5 separate regions of the Sus scrofa genome follow, and regions 1, 2, 3 and 4 are each linked to region 5. The links are chromatin contacts, called in public Hi-C and HiChIP or PLAC-seq maps. All regions are on one chromosome and are shown on one strand. The core of a region is the stretch at or near the end of the contact, and the rest is flanking DNA. Distances in the headings are between cores, read along the strand shown.

Region 1 (5,522 bases), core at 2,140-4,639, 610 kb before region 5:
GTGACAGCAGTATGAACCTGGAGGACACCTAAGGTGGAGGCAGACAAATGTTATATGATCTCATTTGCATGTAGAAACTAATCCATCCATCCATCCATCCATCCATCAAACTCACACAAAAGAGTAAAATGGTGGTTTCTAGGGCTGGGGTGGGGAGGCAATGTATGTATGGAGAAAGTGGGGAGACGCTGGTCAAAGAACACAAATTTTCAGTTATAAGATGAATACGTTCTGAGATTTCAAACTCAGACTGTGACTGCATGGTGACTGGTCAATAATACTCTATTGCATACTTGGAATTGCTGAAACAGTAATCTTAAGCATTCTTATCACACACATGAAAGGTAGCTTTTTTTTTTTTTTTTTTTTTTTGTCTTTTTAGGCCCGCAAACCTCAGCATATGTAGGTTTCCAGGCTAGGGGTGGAAATGGAGCCATAGCTGCAGGCCTACACCATAGCCACAGCAACACCAGATCCAACCCAGGTCTGCAATGCACACCACAGCCCACAGCAACACCGGATCCTCAACCCACTGAGCAAGGCCAGGGATCAAACCTATGTCCTCATGGATGTTAGCCAGATTTGTTTCCACTGAGCCAATGATGGGAACTCCATGAAAGGTAACTTTTTAAAAAAATAATGCATTAATTAATCTGGTAGTGGTAATCATTTTACAATGTAGATGAATATCAAACCATCGTGTTGTACAATTTAAATATACAGAACTCAAATATTCCTCAATAAAGCTGGAAAAAATATAATTAAATAAGTACTTGCTAATTAAATGAGTATACACTTTAAATACATAGCATTTTATTTGTCAATTATTCCTTAATACAGCTAGAAAAAAATAAAATTAACTAAGTATTTGCTGAATGAACGAGTATGGTAAGTGTGAGCAGTGATTATCATATAACTGCTTATTTTTATTTTTAATTTTTTTTCTGTCTTTTTGCCATTTCTAGGGCCGCTCCTGTGGCATATGTAGATTCCCAGGCTAGGGGTCTAATGGAAGCTGTAGTAGCCGGCCACAGCAACACAGGATCTGAGCTGCGTCTGCAACCTACACCACAGCTCGTGGCAACACTGGACCCTTAACCCACTGAGCGAGGCCAGGGATCAAACCTGCAAACTCATGGTTCCTAGTCAGATTTGTTAACCACTGAGCAGTAACGGGAATTCCCTATAACTGCTTATTTTGACATTCATCAGATCACATGTACAGCTTTGATGGTCTAATGTATATCAAAATGACATAAAGCTTTAAAAACAATTCTCCTTGAAGATACTCATGTACTCAGCCAAAGAAATAGAATTTGAGCTAGGATAGACTCCTGGATTAGAGTCATGCTACACATTCTAGAAGACCCTAATTCTCAAAGCTTGCTTAAATACACAACCTAACATGTTTGCTTTCCGTAAAATAAGAAAGCATGATTTCCCACAGGGTGAAATCAGATCTAGTCTCAGGTGCTGTATTTATTAGGAATGAAGCACAGATCTTTCTCACTGTCGTTGTCACATGTGGAGCTTCTAACCAAAGACTTCAGAGGAAGAAAAATGCTGCCATGCTGCTGCTGTGGTTTTTGAGGAAAGCAACGGTTTTGCCAAATTTACTACACATTTAGAAATTATTTAGTTCTAAATTTTAATTTGAATATTTCACATTTTCTCACTTTGATGTATTAAAATTTCTGAAAAAGAATTTAAGAAAAAACTAAAGATTTTGTAAGGAGTTAGGGGATGGGAAAGAGTATAGGAGAAGATAGATGATTTCTGGCAATTCTAGTGTTACTAGTCATTATTAGCATAAAGGTAATACTCAAGTAATAAAATTAACGTCCTTAAGAAGATATAGATACATTTTAGCACTCAAAGTTTTGGGGCTCAGAATATATATTTTATAACTTTAGCTAAACCTTAAATTATGAATCTTTCAAACATCAAATGAGGCATATCCAATTTGCAATCACAATCTGTCATCCTCTCAACTTCATCAAATTTTGAATTTTTGCATAAAGGAAATATTCATTTTGCTACTACTTTATATGAAAATTTTGAAAGTTTCATATAAAGGAAACATTCATTCCTACTATTCAGTAAAATGAATCTGTAGATCACCAGTTATCTCATCAGTAGATTAGATCAACACTACTGATCTAATCAGCTCTGTGTGTTGTGGAGAACTCAGATTTCTATCCACACACAGGGATTTATCTTGGCATTTTCTGCTACAACTGCTGCTTAACAAATTTTTAAAAATAAGTGCCCCCAAATGAAATATTCTAAGGGGTTGAAAAAAGTATTGCTTTAAACATTTTATTTTTAATTTTAATGATTAGTGTGTGTGTGTTGGCGGGGGTGATTCCCAGTGCCATGTAGGGAGATACAAGGGTGGAGATTCCTGGGCTGATCTATTTTATCCACAGATGAAATGACAGTGTGAGCAAACAGATGTTTGATCTATGCCTCTGAGCTTGGCGTAGCTAAAGGGAAGGATGCATTCCTTCCTATTGCTGGAGTCCCCCACCCAATCCCAAATATCAAAGCAAAAAAATTTGCATGCTCCAAAAAATAGAACCAAGATATAAGTGAAGAACTCTTCAAATATTTGTTTTAAAAATCCTTTGAGAGTGTATTGAATTTGGATCATGAAAGCAGAGGTCAATTTGTATTTTTTCATTTTTCCCAGTTTCACATTTTTAAAAAATGCTCTTTCACCACCTCCATGTGCAGAGGGCTATGAACTTGCTTTGTTTCCCAACTGACCTATTCATATCAAGTTAGTTACACCCACTTAAGTCCCTTCCTCAATTTTGGCTTGTCCAGTGAACCCTCCTATGGAGCTGGGAACTGATATAGAAATTTTGTGGGGTGTTTTGTTTGTTTGTTTTTTAACAGAAAATGGAATCCCTCAATGCCACAAGACACCCTTTCTTATTAAGAAACAAAAGGCATGGAAATTGCTAAAAAACAAATCAATTTCTATTAGAAAAAGTTACACGATTGGAAAAAGAAGAGCACATTGCTGTAATTACCGGTACATCAAGCAGGGATGAACAGCTGCGTGAACTTGGAGGCGGTAGAATAACAGCCACTGAGCCAGCTTCCCCATATGGTCCAAGGGAGGAGGTGGGGCTTCTAGCGGCTGAGGGGTTGGAGAGGTGAGGAGGGGGCACACTCAAATCCCATTCAAGTGAGAAACTCAAGCCAAGAAATGTCTGGCTTTCCAATCCAAACCCAGCTTCTTTTGAGCTGCAGTGGGAAAAATCCCCCTGGCCTCCATAACAAAAGCCTCTAAAATCAATGTTGTTTTTTCCTAAAGAGAGCAAAATGTGAGTGTTTTCAGACTTTTGGCTCCCCTGCTACTAATAGAAAAGATGACTTAAGAAAGACTGAATCACTTCCTCAGCCTTCTTGGGGTGTGGCTATGACTTGAAATGGTTGGTATCACTTCATAAACACTGTACAATCTAGCATTTGCCTTCTTCCCAATTAGAAGTTGGGTCCAGCCAACAGTGATGGGTCCCCACCACCAGGTAGTGGTCTCAGTCTGTTGCAGTGAAAAGCATTATAGCCTTCTAATTGGCATCCCCTTCAGAATTTGGCAAATTTGGTAAAAGCAGACCAGCACTATGGTAACCTTTCATTATCAATGCAAATCCTAACAGAAAAGCATTCCATTCTCCTTACATTGTATGTCATAAATGAAACACAATAAATTTTCTTGTGAAAACTTCTCAAAAGCCATTCCTGAATAGATGAGGCAGAAAATGCTTGCATTATACTACACAGAGCTAAAATTTGAGAGTCATTGGACGACTTGGCTATAAGGAATCTTTAGCTATTTGCAGGGTGAAATACCAAATAGGTTACATCATTTGCAAGGAGATGCCTTGTAAGTACCATGTCCAAAACCACTCTAGTTCCGACTATATGGAGGGTTATTATCACAGAGGATGGTGGCCAGCTGTTCTTCATTGCCACTGAAACAGAATGAGGAAAAAAAAAAAAAAGGCATTAAAATGGAATTGGAGGAATTCAAGCTTCCTGAAAATCTGAGTTGGTTAACAGGGGAGGGATCCATCCAAGAGGAGTTATATAATAGACATCTTTCATCACTGATTTTTTTTTTTGAAAAGAGATACAGTTCAGATAAAATTTTGTCTATCAGTCAAATAATTTGATAACCTTACCAAATTTGTCCTACTGAAAAAAAAATCTGAAAAATGTTTAAGAGTTATGACTGTGGGAAATTAGGCTATGTACGGAGAGTAACATATCCAGTTATGTGATGACACATGAAATCTCATAAAATGAGAGGGTATCACTAAAGTAATCCTGTCTGAAAGGGGTACATTTCATGACATAGATTTAGACAGGTTTATTCCAAAACGAAGTATAATAATTCCCCTGTAAATTAATACTTAATCATCTTTAGAAATATCTAAATTTTGAAATAGAAACAGCATTCTATTCAAATTAGGTATAATACTGTTTCTTAGGAAATAATTAGGTAGATAGATAAACACAAATTTATTTTTTGACAGGTAATTTGGAGTGCACATTCATATTCAATTTATGGGTTCTCTACTTAGGAATTTATAACTATATTCAAGCAGGTACTTAAATATTAACCACGTAAGACTTTCTTAATAAAGCAATTCATAAATCAGCTATGGGAAAGACACTCCAGTCTTTCACACATGGAGTAAATCTTTCACTGGCAGACTTCGAGCTCCATAGAACCCTTCCTTTTGTGTTTTTCATTCAACTGGAATGAAATTTCTGCTAGATCTCATTTCAGATCCTCCGCAAGACAGAGCTACCTTTCAGAAATCAGTACTTTACCAAGGACCACACTCAAGTTTGAACATCTCAGTAGACTTGGAATCAGAAATTGGAGATTATTAGGTTTCAACCTGAGAGCTTTTCTTCTCAGATGCCATAATAAAGAACATCACCTTCCTTTGTGGCTTTTCTGGCAGCTAGCATTTATCTTTGTGATCTCCGCTCTTGAGGGAAAACACGGTTTATAAATAGCTTGAAACATTTTTTTTTTTCCACGCAGGAAGGATAAAACAACAATAAAAATAGTTTCACTCTATATCTTAAAACTTTCTGGCAGTTAGGTCATACGCCATGGTTTTCCCCATGGGTCACGTAGTCAGATTATTGCCAAGTTACATAACTAATTCCTTGCTTCAGGAAATATTCAGTTATTTAGTCTGAGGTACAAATTGCATGAGTATTGAAAAGTTTACCAGCATCTGGAACTACAAGTACAATGATTATTTTTCTATTCTCTTTATTCTTTTATGAGACACGTAGAAGGGGCTCTTTAAGTGAGCTGTTTAGTTTTGTTCCCTGAACTAATTTTTCCTTCATACAACATTAGAGTTAACTTATGAAGAAGAAACAGTTTATCATGATGAGATTTTGGACCCAGCCTGAATGGGCTTGATTTCTACTTTTGTCATTTACCAGCTGTGTGCTCTTTGAGCAAGTTAATTGACCTCTCT
Region 2 (4,957 bases), core at 2,285-4,784, 750 kb before region 5:
GTCAAAGCTTTTCTCCGGCACTCCTTGAAACTCATAATACCGATGCTTTATCTTCCACTCTTCCTCCTTTCTATCAACAAGTGATGCCCCTGTCACTGCCTCACATGTTTCAAAGATGCTGGTTTAATGGCCTTGAGCTGGGCAGGGGGGCTGAGAAATCAGAGGAGAAGGAAGTCCGAGTGGATGGCAGTTAAGTAAAGGTAGGCGGATGTCAAATCATGGTCACACAATTCAAGAGAAAGAGTGTGGATATTCGGATATTGATTTTCAGGTAGTGGTGGTATGAATAAATCTGGCAAAAATGTTTAGAATAAATTAATATAAGGAATAAGAAGGACTTACAAAATAGCTTAGGAGACCATTATGGCAGAAGAGAAAACAAAACATTCCATATTTTCTGGATAAATGGGAGAGTCCAGTTCCTAGTGCTACCCTGTGAGCATCAGCATCACAGTGGCAAGTACCCCAAAATATATAAGTCCCAGAGCTCCAGTCTCCAAGTCTCCAGGATTGTAATTCAGGATATCTGGGATGATGTTAGAACCATTTATTTATTTATTGGCATTTCCCCAGTGATTACTTGCTGGTTAATACCTACTGTAGCCCCAGTAGGTGGCAAGTCATGCTCTTAACACTAATCTATTGCATCAAAGAACACTTCTTTCCTCCAACTTTATAGAGAGGAGGTGTACTACATTAGGAGGAAGCAAGATGATGCTATCATTTATTTACCAAAGCAAATGGCTTAGCTCATAGAATCCTATGCGAAAACAAGTCTTGAGTACATTAACTTTTCCAAAAGCCCAATAAGATCTGATGACTTATTTAATAATTTATTATTCCGAAGTTTTTTCTTGGTTGTTGTTTTCTTACCCTCCATTCATGCCACAGACCTCAGTGGGCTCATGTACTGGCAGTGTCTTCGTTTAAGTACATTGGAAGATGTAACTGTGGTTTGGTAAAAAGAACAAATGCATGCACAGTCCTACTGATGTGTTGATGCAGTGCCCATTTATTTCAACACAGAATGGTCTGAAGGAAATAGAAGTAGTTTTAGAGAGTTAGTCGTCTAAAATACAAAATATAGCACATATATTCTTTATCCAGTTTTAATCAGGACACTGCCTGAATCCACAAAATAAATGACTGATAGATCTGGCTTATATAAGACTTCAGACATTTCTATGATGAAGTCTCCATAATTAAAGTTAAAAGATAAACACATCTCTGGGAGAAACTCTACACTGCACAAGAGAAACAAAGGCTCTCACTATAAAGAATTTCTGGGAATCATAAAGAAAAGGATCCAAGAGCGATGGCAAAGGATCTGAGCAGGCAAGTTATAGGAAACAATGCAAATGGCCCATGGAGATAAGACTTGTTCCACCTCACTAGTAATCAAAAAAGCAAATGAGGAGTCAATGTGACATTATCTGGGTTAAGTTAACTTTATTTCATTCTATTTTTTATTTTTTATTTTTGCTTTTTAGGGCCACACCTGAGGCCTATGGAAGTTCCCAGGCTAGGAGTCAAATCAGAGCTACAGCTGCCTGCCCACACCACAGCCACAGCAATGCAGGATCCAAGCCTTGTCTGCCACCTACCCTGCAGCTCAAGGCAACACTGAATCCCCAACCCACTAAGGGAGGCCGGGCATTCAACCTACATCCTCATGGATGCTAGTCAGATTCATTTCCAGTGCACCAAAACAGGAACTCCCTTGGTTTAGGATCTTGACAATTTTTTTTAAATGATGATAAAGAGTAATTGAGAGTGTGAGAAAATAGTAATCCAGTGATACACACGTTGGAATATACATTGCTTTCTGCCCTTTTTGAGAATAATATGGCAATATCTATATATTTTAAATTCCCATACCCTTTGCCCGGCCTATTCCAATGCAACCTAGCCTACGGAAGTATAGTCAAAGCATGTATAGTCAGAGATTTCTGGGATCATCAGCTTCAGAATTACTTATACTAAAAAATTGGAAATAGTCGCTTATGTATTAATAGAGTCGTAATAAAATGAACCATGAAATGTTATAGAGCAGTTTAAAGAATGAGGTAGAGGAGTTCTGTGGTGCAGCAGGTTAAGGATTCAGTGTTATCATTGCAGTGTCTTGGGACACTACTGTGGCTTGGATTCAGTCCTTGGCCAGGAAGCTTTCACAGGCCTTAGGTGCGCAGGTGCGCGGCGGGGCGGGGGCTCTTAAAGGAAAAACTAAGCTCACCTTGACTGCTTGACGGTCATCTGGACCTGCCCTGCTACGTTTATCTTTGAATCCTGGTACTAGGTTTAAAAAAACAATCCAACAAAATATAACTACCTTATGATTAAATAAAGAGTTTAGAGTATGGACATTTCAAAATGTGAATTTAGGTAAAAATTAATTTGCTTATTCAACTCGCTCATCGCCCAAAGCTTTAGCTGATAAAAACTGTTGTAAGTTTGCGCGTGTATGTACCTGATTCTCAGGCAAAATAAATTATACGTTATTTCCCACTTCATTCAAGCCTCGCAGCTTCGTTGCATCTCTAAGTGTAAAGATCATGTTTCTCTAACCAGAAGGTGCAGTTCATACACGGGGCTGAAGCCTAACATTTTCTTCCTTATTGTGACATCAAACCCTGCGTTAACGCTAATAAAGCATCTGAGGTCCTTTCCACATTAGAAACCTCCGCAGTCCTTACCCTTACCTAAACTGCTGGGAATCTTCGTTTTTACAACAGGAGTCGCTTGCCTCAGTAAAGTGCATGCTAACAGTTTGCCCTGTTATCCAGGAAAAGAGAAGTTCTACCCAAATCCCAAGAGGGCCTTAAACTTTATTTGCGAGGTTAATTAGACTCACACAAAGTTCGCTACCTTCCCCAAAGGAGGACTTCGCTTAAAAATGTCCTCCGACGGACCATCCATCGTGTGCTAATACAAGACAGAGGCAGCAACACTGGGAAAGAAAGAGTAGAATTTCTTTTCTTTACTTGTATGATGAGAGAGAATGTCTATTTTGTCTGTGGGAAGGAATGGGTAGCATTCTCTGTCTCTCTCTCTCTCTCCGTATATATATATATATATATATATACACACACATTTTTTCCCTCCCGAATAAAGGAAGTGAGGCCGATCTCTCGCTATTTGATCCTAATCCCTGCTCTCCCGCCTCGAGTGGCCAGGGAGCACCCTCTCTTTTTAATAAAAGGCTGGCCGAGCAAGCCATTCACGCTCTCTCCTTTGATCACCTCCGAGCTGTCAGCCCGTGCTGCTGTTTTCCTCCCAGCTCTTGTTCCTGCCTAAAAGTGGAAGTAATACCCCCTGAAAGAAATACCCTAGGTGTCCTGCACAGCATCAATCTATTTCTTCTTTCACTTCTTTTATCCTGAGGCCCACCCTCCCAGCTTGAACAAATCCCCTCTTCCTCCTGCCTCCCCTCTCTGCAGAATCCCGGTGCCTTTGGAGACTCCCTCCTCTGCGCTGGGTTGACCCCCCACCCCTCCACCCCGGCCCGGCTGTCTGAGACGCTACCACCCGGCCAGACGGGGGAGGCACCGCCCCGCGCCTCCCCTGCCCGCGGGGAGCCGGGTCCCGCAGGCATCTGTGTTCGCGTGTGCTGCCTTTGCTTTCTGGAAGGCACGCATTGTTTTCCTCTCGACGCAGCCTTTCGTTGACCCTCCCAAATTCCTCCCCCCTCCTCCCTCTTCCCTCCCCCCCCCCCCGCCAGGGACTTGGGATGGCCCCGCGGACTGCCCCCCACCCGGCTCCTCCGCCGCCGCTGGCTGGCGTTGGCGTTTGGGTCTCAAGCTGCAGCCTTGGGCAAGGCTGCGACCCAGCTCCCACTTTGCTGCGAGCATTTGCAGAGGCGGCTGCTTCCAGACAGGGCACTGAACATGTTTTCCAGCGCGTGTTCCCGTCTCTTGTTTACAGCTGAGATTATAAGCAATCTGCGTCCCCTCTTATCATCGTGTCAGGCAGTGATATATAGTTTGTAAATATTATCCAAAGGAAATAATTTGCAAAGGCAAACAATTACAAGCAGAGTATATGGACCATGAGGTTTGTCCTTAAATGTGTTTACCAGAAGGAGAGGAAAGGGGGCTGGGGAATGGGGAAATTGTGGGGGAGGGAGGGGCATTACTCCAACGGATTCTGATTCTGTGACAGTGACATAACTAATTAAACTTAATGTTGCCTAAAAGCCTCTGCTCTCTTCCTGAAATTGCTCGAAAGTATGCATTATTTAAAAAAAAAAAAAATGATGTAGAAAGGGGAGGACTTCAAATGACTGAATGCAACTCATTGTGCTGGCTCAAAAATGTCAAACTGCAGTGGAAAGAAATACAGCATTGCAGGCTGGTGTGCTGAGGCCCTAGCTAGGGAAGCTGGATCTGCTAAGTGGAAAATTCCTGCGGAGGACGTGTTTCCATTTCCAATGGGAAGAAAGAGGGTGTTGTTGGAAGCTGGCAATTCTTTGTAAAATACAGAAAACACAGGGAAGATGACAAAATGACCTCACTGAACTCTGAGAAATTAAGCAAACAAATAGTTGCAGCCAACATACTACATTCTTATAGTGCCTGTGCCTGAATAAAAAGGCTGAGCGACATGTTCAGTTAGAGGCTGAAATCTCAGCTCTCCCTCCCCCCTGCCCCCCGCCCCAGGTCTCCTGAGAGGAAAGAAATTATATTTTAAGAGCTGGCAAGGGTGGAAGAGCATGACTGTAGAAGCGTGTATATGAGGACGTGTGTGCTTGCGGTCATGTTGACTTTGCATCCGCGATACTAAAATGATGGTGGCACCTTTATGAGCAGAGGATTTCCGTCGGGGTTCCATTTTTCGGCTTGAAAGAACCTCAGCTCCTAAGGGGAGTCCACTGGGTTTTACTATCCAGGGCTGGTCTACTGTAAGAAGTTAGTGGGATGTCTTCAAAGGATGGGCTGAGTTCTATCAGGAAGCACTAGTC
Region 3 (5,457 bases), core at 2,551-5,050, 680 kb before region 5:
TAAACTATCCACTCACCATTCCGAAGCTCTCTTTTTCTTAGTTCTCTGGCCAAAAGTTGAGCTTTTCTCAGAGATAATGCTGTCTACAGGTTTGTAATGGGGCTGTCAATTAGCCCTCTGGTCAAAGGTGGGGATAAAAGGATGGGGAAATAAATATGAGGCTCATCACTGCTGTATTAATCACCGTCTAAGTCTTTTAGCTTCTCTCCTCATTCTGCCTTCTAGTGTTTACTTTTCAGAGTCCTCCTTGGTGGTGTCCAGGGAGAGAAGGTGGGCCTTATCTTTTGACTCAGCAGTTCCACACTTAGATATTTATCCAACAGAAATGAAAACACATTCTGGTGAAAAGATGCCTGTGCAAATCTTAAAAATATTGATATTCATGAAAGTCCCAAACTGTAAGCAACTCAAATGGCCATCAGCTAATGAATGAATAAGCAAATCATGGCAAATTCATACCATGGAATGTTATTCAATAACGAAAAGAAGAAAAATTTTAATATATGCAACAATATGGATAAATGTCAATGATGTGTGTTAGATGGAAGAAAGTAGTCACACACCAAAATATATTTTGCATAGTTAATATATATGATATACTAGAAAAAGTAAAAATATTGTGCCAGAAATGAAATCAGTGTATGCTTGATGCTGGAATTTCTGGTTTATTAATTATACTATAAAGTTTATTAAGTATACTGTATAATAAAAAGAATTAAACTATATCATCTTATAATTGTAGTATAATATAAATAATTATAGTATAATTATAGTATAACAAATAATTGTACTATATAGATGTAGTATAACATAAATAATTATACTATATAGATGTAGTATAACATAAATAATTATACTATATAGATGTAGTACAATATAAATAATTATACTATAGGAGCTCCCACTGTGGTACAACAGGATTTGCAGTATCTTGGGAGTGCTGAGATGCTGGTTCGATCCCTAGCCTGGCACAGTGGGCTTGGGTCTGGTCTCTGGCCTAGGAGATCTATACGCTGCGGGGCAGCCAAAAAAAAACCACATTATACTATGAAGATACGTGAATAACAAACTATCCTATACTTTGATTGTAGTAATGATAAAACCATTGCATATAATTACCAATATTCTTCAAAATGTACACTTAAAATTGGTAGATTTTACTGTATATATAATAACATAATAACCAATGGGTCACAATGTCTGTTGATGAGAAAGAACTGTGCTAGAGCATGCAAGCAATTTTATTTGCTTGGATTTGGGGGGAGGGGTGTATCTGCTTATTTTAGTTCAGGTAAGGCTGCCTGGACTGGGTAGCTTACACAAAAGAAATTTACTTTCTCACAGTTCTGGAGGCTAGAAGTCCAAGATCAAATTGCTAGGAGGTTTGGTTTCTCCTGAGGCCCCTCTTCTCAGCTTGCAGATGGCTGCCTTCTTTCTGGCTATGTCCTCATATGGCCTTTTCTCTATGAACAGGCCTTCCTGCTATACTTTCCTCTTATAAAGACACTGGTCATATTGGATTAGAGCCCTACCCTATGGCCTCATTTAACTTTAATTACTTCTTGAAAGGCCCTATTTCCAAATAAACATTAAGGGTTAGAGTTCAACATATGAGTTTTGAAGAAACACTATATATGTGTGTGTGTGTGTGTATTTTTATATATATATATATATATATATATATATATAAAACACTGCCAGTAAATCTTTAAACTACATATGTGGCTCACACGATATTTTTATTGAACTAGAAATTTACTTGTATATACCTTATTTTATTCATTTGAGTAATCACTTTTAAAATTATGTATGAAATAACCTTAAAGAGAAGTTTCTGCTGTGGCACAGTGGGTTAAGCATCTGAGTGCAGTGGCTGAGGTCACTGTGAAGGGGCAGGTTTGGTTCCTGGCCCAGTGCGCTGGGTTAAAGGGTCCCATGTTGCTGTAGCTGCTGTAGTTTGCAGTTGTGGCTCAGATTCATTCCCTGGCCTGGGAACTTCTATGTGCCATGGGTGTGGCCATAAAAAAATGAAATAATCTTAAAGAAAACTAATGAGTTACCTGATAAATGAGTCTGAGAGAGGAATTGGGTGTGTTTGGGGCACGAGATAACTGCAGGAAACCTTTGTTCTCCTTCTTCTCATCTGGGCAGCCTTATAGGTTTGCTTATTTGGGTTCAATACCATAGTGACCAAGTGGATACAGCTGCCTGATTCTGGGGTTTCATAGGAGGCCCATTTGACTCTCCCCAAATTAAACTTTCTCTATTATAAATTTGTTTTCTGTTTTTCAATAGAGCTGAAAAAAATCCATATAAAGGAATGAAAATGCTTTAAATATTTATTGGAATGAGCCATATTATTTATTTCTGAATTTTACACATATTTGCATATGGTGTCCTTTTGATAGAGTGAAACAAATTTATCTATTCTGCACTCATCTAATTTAGAACCTTGCCATCTTCCTTGGGCTTATGACAAGATATACTAAAAACAAACGGCTGAGACGTTGAAAAATAAGATTAGTGCAAGCCTATTTCACATTTAGTAAATTACATATATATTTTTTTTCCACTGGCATAAGCTCTACCCTTCTAGCCAGGGAGGCATAGAATCATGTCCTTACCTGGAGAAATGGCCAATGGGAAGAACCAGCTCATTAATAGATAAATGTTTAAAGATTCTTTAACGTATTTCAGAATAAAACACAGAGTTCAGGGATGTAGTCCTTGCCTTCAAGAAATGTGTAGGTTGTAGAAAGTAAGCTTCATATTAGCTCCCCAGACCTTCATACTAAATTATTTAATAGGATTTTTATTCTCAAATGATTATACTTGAGTCATAGAAGAATGGTCAGAATCTGTCTTTTTCCTCAAAGATTATTCATTGTTTGATATGCATGGTATTAAGGACTCATCTCTCATGTTCTCTTCAGAGGAGGTCTACTGCCTGTCGTTGGTAGTGCTGACCACAAGAAGCCTCTACCTGTCACCCCCTTCAGGGTCCTCCTCAGAAACAGAGAGGCCCTGCCTGAGCTCACATCATTCCCAGGGTAGCCCGTATTCAGGAAATGACCTCTCTGGAAGGGGGTGCCAAAATCCAGTCATTGCAACTCACTGACAGGCAAATCTGAGAGACTACATGTACTTCAATGCTCTCTCTGTGCTTGGTCAAATCTTTGCTGTGCTTGCCTCAAAAGTTGACTTCTCTCTTTGCTGAATTGTCTTGATGGAGCCTCCCTCCCTCAGGTATTGATACTTGATACAGATCCTTCAATTCACACTAAACTCAACTTCTATTGCTAAAGATTATAATCTGCAATAGTGTAAAAATTAAGTGGAAATTGGTTATAAGATGGGAAAAGATTTTGGGGGAACATTTAGTTTTCTGTGTCTAATGTTATAGGAGTAGAGGTTATTTTCTTAAAGTCTATGTATGGTTTCAGATGCTACATAATTCTTCAAAGCTACACAATTGATCATGACTTGTGTTGGCTTCTGCAGCCATAGGTACAAATTTGAAAGGGATATTTTAGACCTCATTTCTATTGTTGCTACTTCTTCCCCCAATGAATCAGCATAATGGGTGTTGGGTACATCCTCTGTGGTAGTCAAGTTGGTTCTGCTGGCACATGGGGTATTATCTTTGAAATTCTTGCAAGGAGAAGATCAAAAGTAGCCAGATCTTCATCTTAAACCATAAATTATGAGTCAACCAGGGTTGGCCCAAGGCAACTATCTGATGTGTGTTTAGTTATATGATGAGTCAGTGCCCTGATCAGGAGCAGAATTAATCAGTGGGGTTTTCTCCTCACCATGTGAAACCTTCAAGTACTTCTTTTAGAGGGAAAATACATGCATTCTTTTGGCATATTTGGTTTTGCTTGTGCATCATTATGTTTCTCTTCCCACTACCACAAGACAAAACATTAATTGCAGTCAAAAATAAACTTATAAGCCTCTGGCAAGATAAAATTAAGAACAAGACATGAAAGAGATGTATTCCTCTGCACTTTAGGAGGTAAAATGGATATTTCAGAGCTGAGGAAGGAGAGAACTAGGGAGATGAAGTGGTTTACTCCAGATCACAAACCAGGTTGGTGGCAAAGCTTGGACTAGAATCCTAATGCAGTGGCCAGTGTTTAACCACATCATGCTGCATTCCACACAGACTTCCTTGGTTGACTAGCACTGACGTAAGCAAAAAGATATCTCTTCAAAACTCAACATTCCAGTGATTCTTTCTGAGTACCTAGTATGTGCATTTTGTGTCGTACTATTTTAGGCATAGTACATAGGGCAGTGATTCAGATAAGTTTTTGTTGTCAAGGAGTTTACATTCTGACAAAGATTAAGTTTCTTTTCTGTCAAAAGCCACCTATAACATATCAATAACAAAATAACTGTTTAAGCACACAGATAAAAACAAAACAAAACAATAAAACAAAACAAAAAACAGCCTTGGCTACTCTTCCTGTGATTCGACCTAGAGTGACATTTCTTTCTTGACACTGGTTCCATCAGGCCAGGGCAAGGCCTTACTATCAAATATGTTAGCAATGGTCACAGCATGTGTGATTATCTTTTTTGGTAACTGTTTAAATGTATTGTATCCTATAGTTACAAAGAGAAGTTTTTATCAATGAGATTTTGAGTTTGAAGAACAGCAATGAATTGGACCATGTTTTATTATTATTTTTTATTATTAATGTAAAATTTCTATTATAATATTTAAGAGTAATTACTTAGGCCATTTATTTTTTTCTTTGCAGAAGATCTAGCATATAAGTTGTCAAACACTAGCTGTTCAATTTCCAGTTCATAATGAATTGTCAATGGTGAGAAGAGCTTGGTTGAGGAGACTCTAGGAGTCATGCACTCCGCAGAGTAGAATAAGGTCTTAGGAAGAAATTTGTTGACGGATTTTGGTGTTCTCATGTTATAGCACCATGTGCATCTCCTTCATATCACTTAGTACAATTAAAATTAATCAGATTCCATAACTTCCTTTTAAAGAATTTTCCTAATGGAATAATAGTGTGGTTGTAACAGCAAAGACTTAGAAGCCAGTGTATTAGGGCTCATATTCTATTTCCACGACCACTGGCAGTGTAGCGTTGAATGCATTACTAAAGCCCTCTGGTCAATTGCTCATGTGTAAGATCTAAATAACATCTTATTCACAAAATCATTATGGGATTTACATGAGTTAGTATTTGTAAAGTGCTTACATAACTGCCTTTACTACTACTAGTATTCTCTTCTTCTGTAACTACAGCTGCATGTTGAGTTGTTTGATAAATTGTTATTTAATGAAAAACTGAATGAAAGTTTTGAAGCCAAAAACAGTCATAAGATTTACCCAAGTTTCTACCTCTTTGTGCTATAGACTTCTCAGCAACCCAACAGGGCTACTGATTTTGATGTTTTTCCCTTGGAGCTGCACAAACATCAATTCAT
Region 4 (5,453 bases), core at 64-2,563, 850 kb before region 5:
AGAGGTCATCCAAAACCAAGGTGAAGTTGCTAAGATTGTCTTGATGATCTTTCTAGTTTAACATGAAAAATTACTTACATAATGGAACAGTTTATTCATTTCTATTTTTATTTTGAAAGAAATTTTTAAAATTCAAATTAATATTTTCATCAATCATTTCTGTAGAACATTATTTGTCTATCGTGGAGATGATAGTATTTTTTTCAAATAGTGAAAGCTTTACCTTTAGAATTATTTAATGATGATGGAGGTATTCTCAGGCTTAGTATTGCTGCATAGCACACAGTAGGTATTTAAAAATTGAATAAATGCATGAAGGAAGACTAAAGTATGTTATGGACAACCCTCATCACAAGTATTTCTATCTGGTTCACTTTAAGTCATAGAAATAAACAGTTATTTTGATTTTTATAACACTGAAGTTACACCTCCTAAAAAAACAAACCAAAATAAAACAATACTGTACTTGTTTTTTGTGATATTATTATATGGGTTTAATAATATTAGCATCCAATGAATATAAGCAGAATCCATGGTCTAGATTTCTCTTCAGGAAGAAATAATTATGATTATGTGCATTTTATTTACTTTTTTCCTCCTCGTAACTTTATTGTCTCCAACTTAAAATAGAGAAAAAAATTCTGTGTTCTGTAATTTTTTAAAAAAGTGACAGATTGCTGATAATACAGAATAAAAACAAATTTTTATTGAGTAAATTCCTTTTATGTTGTCTCTACTTTAAATCTAAAGTGGCAAATGAAAGAATTAGATAGATATTTCTAGTTTATTTCCAGTTTACTAATGTTTTAATATCAAGACAGACACTTTTGCAGCAGAAATTGACAAAACATTGAAAATCAACTGTAGCTATAAAAATTACAAAAAATTTTAAAAAACACTCAAAAAACACAGACACGTTTATCTATAATCTAGTTTAGATCAAGCTGCCTGCTCTATCAAGGACAAGGCAATTGGCAAAAGTAATTCCTTGTGGTTCAACATAATATATATTAAACATACATCAAATATTTTGGTACAACTTGGCGAGTTCAGCACTGCTGGCAAACTTTTCAGAAGAAAGTCCAAAATGTCACACTGGCATGGAAGTAGAAGTGGGGCTGAAGAGTAAAGAGAAAAATAAAAGTTCTCTTAAGGTCAAGGGCAACAGCTGAGCAACACTGGGGCTACCTGTTTCAAAGGATACAGTGTCTTGTGTTTGCAGATAAAATGTTGGTTTCTATGGGGGAGAAGGTGGTCATAGGAACAAATATCCCTGACACCCAAACAAAATAATCCCAAATAAAATGGATGATGTAGCCCATAGTAAAAAGGGAGATAACTATTCATGGGAAAAAATGCATGACCTCATTGTTTCAGAATACACAGTGATTCATCAGCATTTTCCAGCTTTCTTGCCTGCTTGCTTTGAGTCTCGCATCTCTGTCTCTTCTTTATTGCCCCCCATGTTAGGTCACCTAATTGAAGGTCCTGGGTTTGAGAAGAGTGGTAAAATGTAAGGAAAGCCCATGGTTTGTGAAAGTACTCCTTGTCAATAATTGAGAGGCACCATCTTTGCTGACAGCACATGTTTCTCAGTAGCTAAATGTTATCTTTCTTTTCCTCATATATATATATGTATATATATATATTTTTTTGGTCACAGAAAACCTGTGTATTGACTTTGTTGAAAAAGAAGCCTCTGTGATCATGAGGAAAATGTTATGGGAGTAATATATGGAAATGTATTTATATGCAGGAGGAATCAACTAAAAATATCATTATAAGCAGGCTAAGTTATAATTTTAAATTGTGGCGCTAGGAAAAACCTTGACGTGCTATCAGTTTGACTCCTTCTTATGAAAAGGCATCATCATTTAATCAAATAACTGTGAAACCACTGCCTTGAAATTGCAACCAAATTGTTTGTGCAGTGTTATGTATCTAAGGAAACAAGTCTGGACTTCTAGAATTACATTCTTAGTTTCTTTTGAGCCATGTGCACTTCAAAGACTTTTCAGAATCTAGTAATGCTATGTTACACAGGGGCCAATTACTCTGTGGGTGGAAACATCTTCTCCTCTCATTTATAAACCTCTTGGTTATTTCTGATTCTAGGCTCTGCAATGTGGGGCCAGGAGGGGAAGGGCAAATCTTTCTAGTTTGTTCTACCCAACATCTACAACTTTATACAGAGGATGAGACGACACTATTGGAGAACAAAGAAAGTTTTTGATCAATCTACTCCTCGCAACTACAACTCTACCTGTAGGTCCTAGCATAAGCAGTACGCCTGTGTTTGTTAAAATGCAGATTCCCAGGCCTTGACTCCTGAGACCTAGCAATTGTGGGCCTGAGATCTCTCATTTTCCTGGGAATCCCTGGCCCTGAGGGCTGCACTTTGAGAAATCCTCAACCACATGTTCCTGTGTCGGAAGTCTGATCTTTAGAAATCAAATCAAGCCAATAGTTTTTCATCTATGCTAACTGAGCAATTTCTGGAAGAATCATTCACTGCTGCTCAGAAACCAGTGATTCGGTCCCATCAAAGCACGTAGCACAGCTTTGTCCCTCACGAGCTCCAGGAATAATTAATTTCTCCATGAGACTATTAACTATTAGTGATCTGAAGAGATGGTGAGGGATAGTTTAAAAATTATGTGTTATAATTGTCTCATCATTTGACTGCCTGGATGGCACCCAAAGTAGAGAAAACCCTGGTTTATGAGCATCTCCCACCCCAAACCTGGGGCCAGGTAAGTAACAGACTGCGTGATCTTCACCATGCCTTGCTCTCATTCTTTGGGGACAAAGCTATGGAGGATGAAGCTTGGGGCACATTTCCCACAGGCCCTCTCTTATATTAGAGGTATCTGATCATGCCTGTGCTGTCTTTGGTTCTCCCTGACCTGTGTCTACACCCATTTCTGCTTGACTTTTGGCCTTGGTGTTGCTGGCTGAGCAGATAAAGCATTTTGTTTTCCTTCTGAGAGCTTTCCTTTCTGCTTATTTGCACTTCTATCACTGTACTCTGATGATTAACCCCATCTGATTCAGACTGACTGCCTACACTCTACGCTAACAGCACTATATTCATGTATACAAGTGGGCTGAGTGTACATATTCTTAGGTATTTTCCTGAGAAGGTTTTTTCTAACCAAATGGCATGTTATTTATTTCCAGGAGTCTGTTATTTTCTTAGGGATTTCAAACCTAGGATCACTCCAGTATGCTTATTTATTATTTAGGAGTTGATGACAATGATGCTTCTTTTTGTAAATCAACAATTGTTTGAGGTATAATTTACATATAATAAAATTCCCATATGAAATAAGAAAGTTGTTTTTATACTTTCTTATTTTGAAATAATCACAGGTAACCAAAAAGATGCAAAGATAATAAAGAGTGTCTCATCTACCTTTCACTCAAGTGCCCTCAATTGTTACATCTTAAAGGATAATACCAAAGTATAATACCACAACCAGGAAGATGGTATTAGTACGAAATGTCTGTATAGTTCTAAGTTATTTTATCACATACTGATTGGGTTATTCACTGCCACAATCAAGATACAAAATTCATCTAGAACCACAGAGATTCTTCTCAAGCTACCCCTTTCTAGTCCAACTCATCCACTTCCTTCAACCACCGAAATCCCTGACAAACACTCATCTGCTGTTTGCCCCTAGAGTTTTGTTATTTTCATAATAATCTATAAATGGAATCTCACAGAATGTGACCTATGGAGATTGGTTTTATCACTCAATATAATTCCCATAATGCTCCTTCTAGTTGTTATATGTTGGATCTTTTGCATATTGCTGAGTAACACTTCAATTTAGGCTTATGACTTTGATAGGCTTATATCAAGTTATGCAATAATGAGCCTAGAGAAACACAAACACAAAATCAGGAATATTGAAAATAGAAAAGCACAGCAAGCTAAACTTAGAGAATGATAACATAGTCACCATGTTTAAATTTCAGAACTGACTATGAATTTCTGGCATCCAGGGTAAAAATGTGAAAGGTGATAAATGTCACAGCTCTCATTGAGAAAGAAGAATGCCAATTTTTCAACGAGAACTTTTCTGCTGGTGTTAAATCTAAAAGAAATAACTCAAGAGAAGTTTTACATAGACCACAGTGATGTAATGGATAACATTTTACATAGCTGGCTATTTTTTTTTTTTTGGTGACTATTAGTCACACATCCAAAAGCAAACTATTAAAGCACTACTCCATAAATCCAACAATAAGACATTATGTGGCTAGCACTTCAATACTGCATAAAGAATGTTATGGGGCGGGGTGTAGGGAGGGCTTTAGGGCCAGTGTGAGTGTGATTCAACATCTATTTCTGATTCTCCTTTTCAGTCCTTTTGTGAATGAACGAGGCCATGTGACCAGTTTTTTTCCAATGAGTCATGAGGATAGTATTATGTTCTCAAAAGAAGTCTTTTCCTAAAATGTGATAGTAATATTCCTCTGTAGGGAGGTTAGATCTGTCTAGCTTTCTTCCCCTTGAGCAAAGGGGTGGGCTCTATAGCAGCGATGCTGTGTGACCTCAGATACTGGCTTCTGCCTGCTTCCCCTGTCAGTCTCTTCTTAGCTTCTCTCTTCTTGCATTTTATGAGCCCTGTGCCATCATGTAAGAAAATTAACCTTCCTGAAGCAGTCATGCTGAAGAGAATACATAAAGAAACAACACAGAGATAAAGAGTTGTATCCAAGGAGTCCCAGCTCTTTCAGCCCAGAACTGTGCAATTCATTCAAGTTTAGGACCCATGTGTGGGCTTCAGTAAGCCCTGAAGACGACTAGGTCTCAGTCACCTTCTCACTACAATTTTAGGGAAGGAGGCTAATTTAATATTTATTTGCAAGGAAATAAAGAGAAAATTACTGACTTCCTAGGTCTAGAAGAATGATTAAATTGCAAACTGCTATTATATTTGCAATTGATGGTGAAGATATGTAACCATCCTATATACCAGGAGTCAATTTTGAATCATCTTGGAGATCAGGTTTCACCTGAAATATTAGGGAAAAATAATCACCTGTTCATATAGAAGGTCTTCGTATGAATAATCTTCATGAATGAAAAGATACAAGAACAATTTTAGCAAATATGTCTGATAATTTCAGTTGCAATAAATTTTGTTATCAATATTACTTTCTCAAAGCTTGTTCCCTTCATTATTTGTGGCTATTTTATTTGAATACTTTCTCCTTTTGTTTTATCTTCTGGGTCAGAGTTGATTACACGTATCTGGTTGACCACAGAAGAGAATATTTTAGGACGAAATAAGATTTTAGTAATCACCTTGACCTAAATCTCAAATGTTGTGCTAGAGGAAATTTGAGATCTAGGACTTTCCCAAAAGCATTGCTTGAATTGTAACCCTGGGCCTTCAGAGATGCCACCTGACTTGATGGCTATGCAATGAAGAACCTTT
Region 5 (5,024 bases), core at 976-3,475:
GTTGGAGTCCCCCACTGGCGACATGTTCATGTAGTCACCTGTACAAGACAAGAGCTTGCCACTACTGCTCTCCACGGGGAGTTTGGGGTGTGGCAGGGCGTGAGAGTGGTGGCCCCCTACCCCATTTGTCCATAACTTGCCATAGCTGCTCCCAGAAGGGGCGGCACCGCTGCTGCTGCCCCCGCTGCTGGGACCACCTCCAATGTCAGGAGAGCAGCTGCCGCTGGGGGACATCATCATGTAGCCATTGGGGTCCACTCTCTGGGGGTGGCGTCTGATGGGGTTGATGATCTGCTGCGGGGCAGACACGCTCTTGGGGCTCATGGGCATGTAGTCCCCACTGCCCTTTCGGGTGCCGGGCACTGGGGCTACTCCTGGGGACATGGGCATGTAGCCATCATCGGTGTGGAGGCTGGAGGTGTCTTGGCGGTGGTGACCCCCACGCCGCTCCAAGGGGTGCATTTCCAGACCCTCCTCAGGGTAGGAGTGGGTGGGCACGAAGGCGGAGTGCCGGTAGTTGGGCATCCGGCCTCCACTGCCACCTCCTGGTGGGTAGGCCGGCATCATCTCTGTATATTCCTCAATGGAAGCCACAGAGGACTGGGATGGGGTCTTCTGGTGGGAAATAGTAGGGGATGTGCCAGCAGAGTGAGTCCGCTTTCGGAACCGATTATCCAGATCAGATGCAGGGCCTGCTTCCTCCCCGGTCAGGGCTGGGCTCGTGCCCAAGCCAGCTCCTGGGAGGCAGCGGTGGCCATTGCCACCCCGAGGCAAAATGTAGTGGCCATTGGGGGCAGCGAGGGTGGAGGCCCCCTTGCCCCCCATGCAGATGTAGTTGCTCAGCTCCTCCTCACCGCGGGCGGGCGGGGTGTGGCCCAGGGAATCCGGCGTGACACTGCGGAAGGAACTTCGGAAATCACAGGGGCTAGAGCCATACTCATCGGAAGAGATGAAACCGCCGTCACTGGGGGACCCGGACACAGAAGCACTAGACCGCCGCGGGAAGAGACAGTCCGAGGTGGAGCCATGGCCGCTGGTGCTGCTGGACGACAGGCTGACCGGGCTGGTGGCGGAGGGTGAGCAGCGAGAGGAAGGCATGGGAATAGAGCGGCTGTGGTTAAGAGGCGGGTGCAGCCGGGAGCTGCCTCGATGCCGGTGGGCGTGAGTCCTGTTGGTGCTAGGGCTCACAGGACTGCCGTCCACAGAGGCGGGGCGAGACATGGTGCCTTCCCCATCACTGGACGCACGGACGCGGAAGGAGCCCTGCTTCCCGCCCACCAAGCTGGCCGGGGAGGTGGCAGTGATGCTCTCTGTGCGTGAGCGGCGGGTCAGCCCCACCTGGCTGGGCGGAGGGTTGTTGAGGTGGTGCCTGCGCAGAGGTACACTGATGGGGTTGGAGCAGTTAGAGGAGGACTGGCTCTTGCTTCGAGGGCGGAACTCATCGCTCATGGCCCGCATGGCCTCCAGGATTGTCTCATGCATATTCTGGGCCACCACAGAATCATCCACCTGCATCCAAAACTCCCCGGGTCCCGTCACTGCAGAACGGCCCACTTCGATGAAGAAGAAGTTCTCTGAGTGGCCACAGCGCCTGATGTTCATCAGCTGCAGCACCACAGCCGCCGCCTCCGAGTTCAGCTTCACGAAACTGATGGTCTTGCTGGTCAGGCAGAGGCGGTAGATGCCAATCAGGTTCTTTGTCTGACCCAGGCCTTTGGGTTTCAGGATCACCTGCCAAACCTCCTTGAAGGCGGGTCCTGGGGGCACGTCTCCGTAGCTCAAGTCCTCCCCAGCCTCGCCGAGGCCAGAGCTGCCACTGCAGCTGCCCCCACCGCCTCCCGCCCCGGGGCCTGCGGCCCCGTCGTGGTGGCCCTTGGCACGGTTGTGCAGCTGCAGGAGGGCCTGGTACCAGCTGTCCTGTTCGGCCTCGCTGTCCGCCGCGATGGCAAAGTGCTCGTCCCGGGTGTAGAGGGCCACCAGGTGCTTGTTCTTGGAATCCGCCCGCTTGTTGATGTTGAAGCAGCTCTCCAGGGGGATCGAGCGTTTGGGGGCGCTCGACTTGTGCCGCCACTTCTTCTCGTTCTCGTAGTACTCGAGGCGCGCGGGGCCCCCAGCCTCGCTGGCCGCCCGCAGCACGAAAAAGCGCTTGTGCATGCTCTTGGGTTTGCGCAGGTAGCCCACCTTGCGCACGTCCGAGAAGCCATCCGTCTCGGGAGGGCTCGCCATGCTGCCGCCGCCACCGCCGCCGAGGAGAGGGAGGCGCCGAAAAACAACCGGGTGGGGGGCGGAGGCTCCTCGCCGCGGCCCCGCACATGCAAACAGGGCTGGAGGCGGCAGAAACCCCGACTCCGAAATCCACGCCGCCCTCCGCGCCGGGGAGGGGCAGCCGAGGGAGGACGCAGCAGCTGCGCCAAGGAGATAGCCCCGACCGGAGTTTACTGGCGTTTCATGCCCTGGGGGGAGGCAGCGCGTCCGGCGTGAGTGCAGCCCGGATCCTCGGGGAGCCAAATCTCTTCTCAGCCGCCGCGGCTGGGAAGGAGAGAAGATGCATCGCTCGCCGCCAGGGCTGGAGTCCGGCGCGCAGGCGGCGGCGGCCGGGGGTCCCCGCGTTGCCCCTCCAGGCACGCGCGCCTTCCCTCCTGAGTTCCCCTCTGGAAGTAGCGATTCCCGAGGCAAATTAAATATCCTTGGGCAGGGGGAGGCGAGCTGCCAAGTCCCAACGTTGCACGGGGTTCTCCCTCCTCCTTCTCCTTCGCCTCCTCCTCCGCCTCCTCCCACCCCCCAACCGTCCCCGCCGCCACCAGCCGCCCAAATACCAGCTCAGTCGCAGAGACCGCGGCGCTGCGGCTGTTGCTGCTGCTGCTGCCGCCGCCCGCGGACGCGTCCTCTGCAGCCCCCATTCGGGCCCATCTCCACAGGCGAAGAAAGTGGCTTTTCCACGCAAAACGCTACTGGGGAGCTGGGGACGCGCCGGAGGGACAGGCTCATCCCTGCCCCTCGCTCCAGTCGGCAGGGGAGGAGGGGAGGGGACGAGGGCGGGAGGCAAGGGGGGAGGTTGGGGAAGGAGTCGGGGAAGACGCCTCTTCCCCGGGAGGCGCTGCTGCAGCAGTTACTTCTCCCCGCCTCCCTCCTCCTCGGAGAGTTGCCGAGAGCCCCAACCAAAACAAGCAGCGGCGTCTGGCTCTGCGCGTCGGCCCCCTCCGACCGCGCCGCCGTCTCACTCAGGAGAGAAACACGTGATGGAGCCTCCGCGCTCCGCAGCCCGGCTGCCGCCGCCGCCGCCGGGAGGCTCCCGCCTGGGTCTCTACATTCCCGGTTGAGCCCGCCCCGCGCCCGCCCCTCTCCGCCCCCCGGTCGTGCCGCAGAGGCGCCCGCGCCGGCTTCAGCGCTGCGCTCGGGCAGCGCCCCTGCGCGGCCGCCCGCCCTGGCGCAGAGCCTTCCTCCCCGAGCGCCACCCAGGGTGCCCCCGGCCCGCAGGAATCCCCGCCGCGGGCGCGGGCGGGGGTGTTTGGGTGGCTACCCGAAAGCACGAGGGGAATCTGGGAAAACGGGGGGTGTGCGTGTGCCGAACTCGGGAAGACGCAGGAGTGAGGGTGGGGGGCGACGGGCGGGGAGTTGGGGGGCGGGCACTGCGGCTACAGAGCCTAGCCTGGGAGGGTCCGGGAGGAGGGGGCGCGGGAGCTGGGCTAAATCTTTCCTAACAGGTAAGATCGACTCTTCCGGAGGGAGGTTTTTTCTCCCTGGAAATATAAAAGCTGGATTTCAGTTTCAGGGTGATAGGCCATAGTGAAATCTTTGTTTTTGCGAGGTTTTCTAAAGGACTTAGGAGCCAGCCTTCCACCTTGGAATCCCCGCATTTGCGGCAGTGAGGTACCTCAAAGGAACGCCCAAGGGCAGTGATTGGGGGGTTATGGGCACTCGAGAACAAGAGGGATCTCTGAGAAGCGTTGTACCTCCCGCGTTGCGGTGTTAGCAGCAGATCAATTAGGAAGAAAACGTAAATATCCAGTTTCTCCTTTTCCCCACCCCACCCCCAGCGAGGGGGCGGGGATTCGCACCTTGGGATGAAGGCTTGGGGAGAAAAATGAGACGCCAGCCCCTCGTCATACTCCGAAATCTATTTATGACTTCCAAAAGATGTTAGGGACCTACAGAGGGTTTGTAAGGCCAAAACCCTACTATGTAAATACTGCCTGAAGTGTTTGTTTCACACACAGCTTCCACACCCACTGAACCACCCCATAACGTTTTTACCCTTGACCACAAGGATAATCGGGAGAAAACAAGAATGGTGCCAGCTCAACTGTACAGGAAAATGAGTTCTTCATGAGAAGGACAGACTCTTACACAGTTACCTTGCGGTATCAGGCTCACCACAAGCAAATGATCCCCTAAAGTTTTTGTGTTTTTTTAAGCTGACCTGTAAACAAGCAGGCTGCCCTCTGCTTGTCCAGCTGGCATTAAGGACCCTTTAGAAAATGACGCTAGCCCCTCTGTTTAGGGCTTATCTTATTTTCCCACCCCATTCCTGGCGGGTTTGGGGTCTCCGCCCCCTCTCAGCGCTGGAGACCCTGCTCGCGGGGAAAAGCAGCAGTAGGGCACTGGGCATGCTCAGTGTTCGGACGGACTGGGCGGTGGAGGAGCGCGCCTGGGCCTAATACCAGGGTGAGGGGCGGGGAGTTTCTTGGGGGAGCCTGCTGATTGGTGGGACTGCCTGTCTCTCAGGCCTTGTTTGGCAGGAGGGGACGTAGGGAGAGAGGGTGAGGGTACCAAGGTAGGTTGCAAAGCGTAGTAAGAAAAAAAGAAAAAAAGAAAGAAACGAAAAAGAACCAAAGGCGCCATTCAGCAGCGTACGATATGTGAACTGGGGGAAGCCAGTATCTGAAGAGGGGCTACTGCCCACCGAAGCCAAGGAGCTTCTCATTTCTTCCCTCACAGTGTTCCCTGCCATCGTGCAGCCTCACTTCAACCTGGTTAATCTGTAATTTGTGTATACGCTGTTGAATTGAAAGCCCGTCCTTCTC

What was found. A called contact is a pair of places that touch in the nucleus more often than the background predicts. HiChIP or PLAC-seq counts read pairs in DNA pulled down with a chosen protein or histone mark.
Region 1: an H3K27ac HiChIP or PLAC-seq map of skeletal muscle shows a contact between it and region 5, with 4 times the contacts expected there. The contact joins the enhancer-like site here to the promoter of IRS1 in region 5. A contact is called at or near these places in 1 of 5 promoter capture datasets (fetal skeletal muscle), 4 of 47 Hi-C or Micro-C datasets (embryonic fibroblasts, fetal heart ventricle, fetal skeletal muscle and 1 more) and 2 of 2 datasets of contacts at active chromatin or transcription factors (alveolar macrophages and skeletal muscle).
Region 2: an H3K27ac HiChIP or PLAC-seq map of skeletal muscle shows a contact between it and region 5. The contact joins the enhancer-like site here to the promoter of IRS1 in region 5. A contact is called at or near these places in 2 of 5 promoter capture datasets (fetal skeletal muscle and liver), 5 of 47 Hi-C or Micro-C datasets (embryonic fibroblasts, fetal skeletal muscle, heart right ventricle and 1 more) and 2 of 2 datasets of contacts at active chromatin or transcription factors (alveolar macrophages and skeletal muscle).
Region 3: a contact with region 5 is called in a Hi-C map of embryonic fibroblasts, with 2.5 times the contacts expected there. The contact joins the enhancer-like site here to the promoter of IRS1 in region 5. A contact is called at or near these places in 3 of 47 Hi-C or Micro-C datasets (embryonic fibroblasts and fetal skeletal muscle) and 2 of 2 datasets of contacts at active chromatin or transcription factors (alveolar macrophages and skeletal muscle).
Region 4: an H3K27ac HiChIP or PLAC-seq map of skeletal muscle shows a contact between it and region 5, with 18 times the contacts expected there. The contact joins the enhancer-like site here to the promoter of IRS1 in region 5. A contact is called at or near these places in 2 of 5 promoter capture datasets (fetal skeletal muscle and liver), 17 of 47 Hi-C or Micro-C datasets (alveolar macrophages, embryonic fibroblasts, fetal heart ventricle and 10 more) and 2 of 2 datasets of contacts at active chromatin or transcription factors (alveolar macrophages and skeletal muscle).

The regions. Positions count from the first base shown.
Region 1 is chr15:127,697,877-127,703,398 of Sscrofa11.1, forward strand. No RefSeq gene overlaps it. Among named protein-coding and RNA genes, the nearest start is that of IRS1, 610 kb to the right of the region's middle. Within about 2 kb of position 3,390, at least 8 of the 83 cell types and tissues checked have an H3K27ac peak or open chromatin away from gene starts, as enhancers often do. A contact at or near this core is called in embryonic fibroblasts, fetal skeletal muscle and skeletal muscle, where this site is marked.
Region 2 is chr15:127,555,622-127,560,578 of Sscrofa11.1, forward strand. It overlaps the pseudogene LOC110256922. Among named protein-coding and RNA genes, the nearest start is that of NYAP2, 530 kb to the left of the region's middle. Within about 2 kb of position 3,535, at least 54 of the 83 cell types and tissues checked have an H3K27ac peak or open chromatin away from gene starts, as enhancers often do. A contact at or near this core is called in alveolar macrophages, embryonic fibroblasts, fetal skeletal muscle and 2 more, where this site is marked.
Region 3 is chr15:127,624,826-127,630,282 of Sscrofa11.1, forward strand. No RefSeq gene overlaps it. Among named protein-coding and RNA genes, the nearest start is that of NYAP2, 590 kb to the left of the region's middle. Within about 2 kb of position 3,801, at least 4 of the 83 cell types and tissues checked have an H3K27ac peak or open chromatin away from gene starts, as enhancers often do. A contact at or near this core is called in embryonic fibroblasts, where this site is marked.
Region 4 is chr15:127,458,403-127,463,855 of Sscrofa11.1, forward strand. No RefSeq gene overlaps it. Among named protein-coding and RNA genes, the nearest start is that of NYAP2, 430 kb to the left of the region's middle. Within about 2 kb of position 1,314, at least 5 of the 83 cell types and tissues checked have an H3K27ac peak or open chromatin away from gene starts, as enhancers often do. A contact at or near this core is called in fetal skeletal muscle and skeletal muscle, where this site is marked.
Region 5 is chr15:128,305,059-128,310,082 of Sscrofa11.1, forward strand. It overlaps IRS1 (insulin receptor substrate 1), which reads right to left and starts at 2,226. Exons shown (of 2, transcript NM_001244489.1): 1 at 1-2,226. The coding sequence starts at 2,226.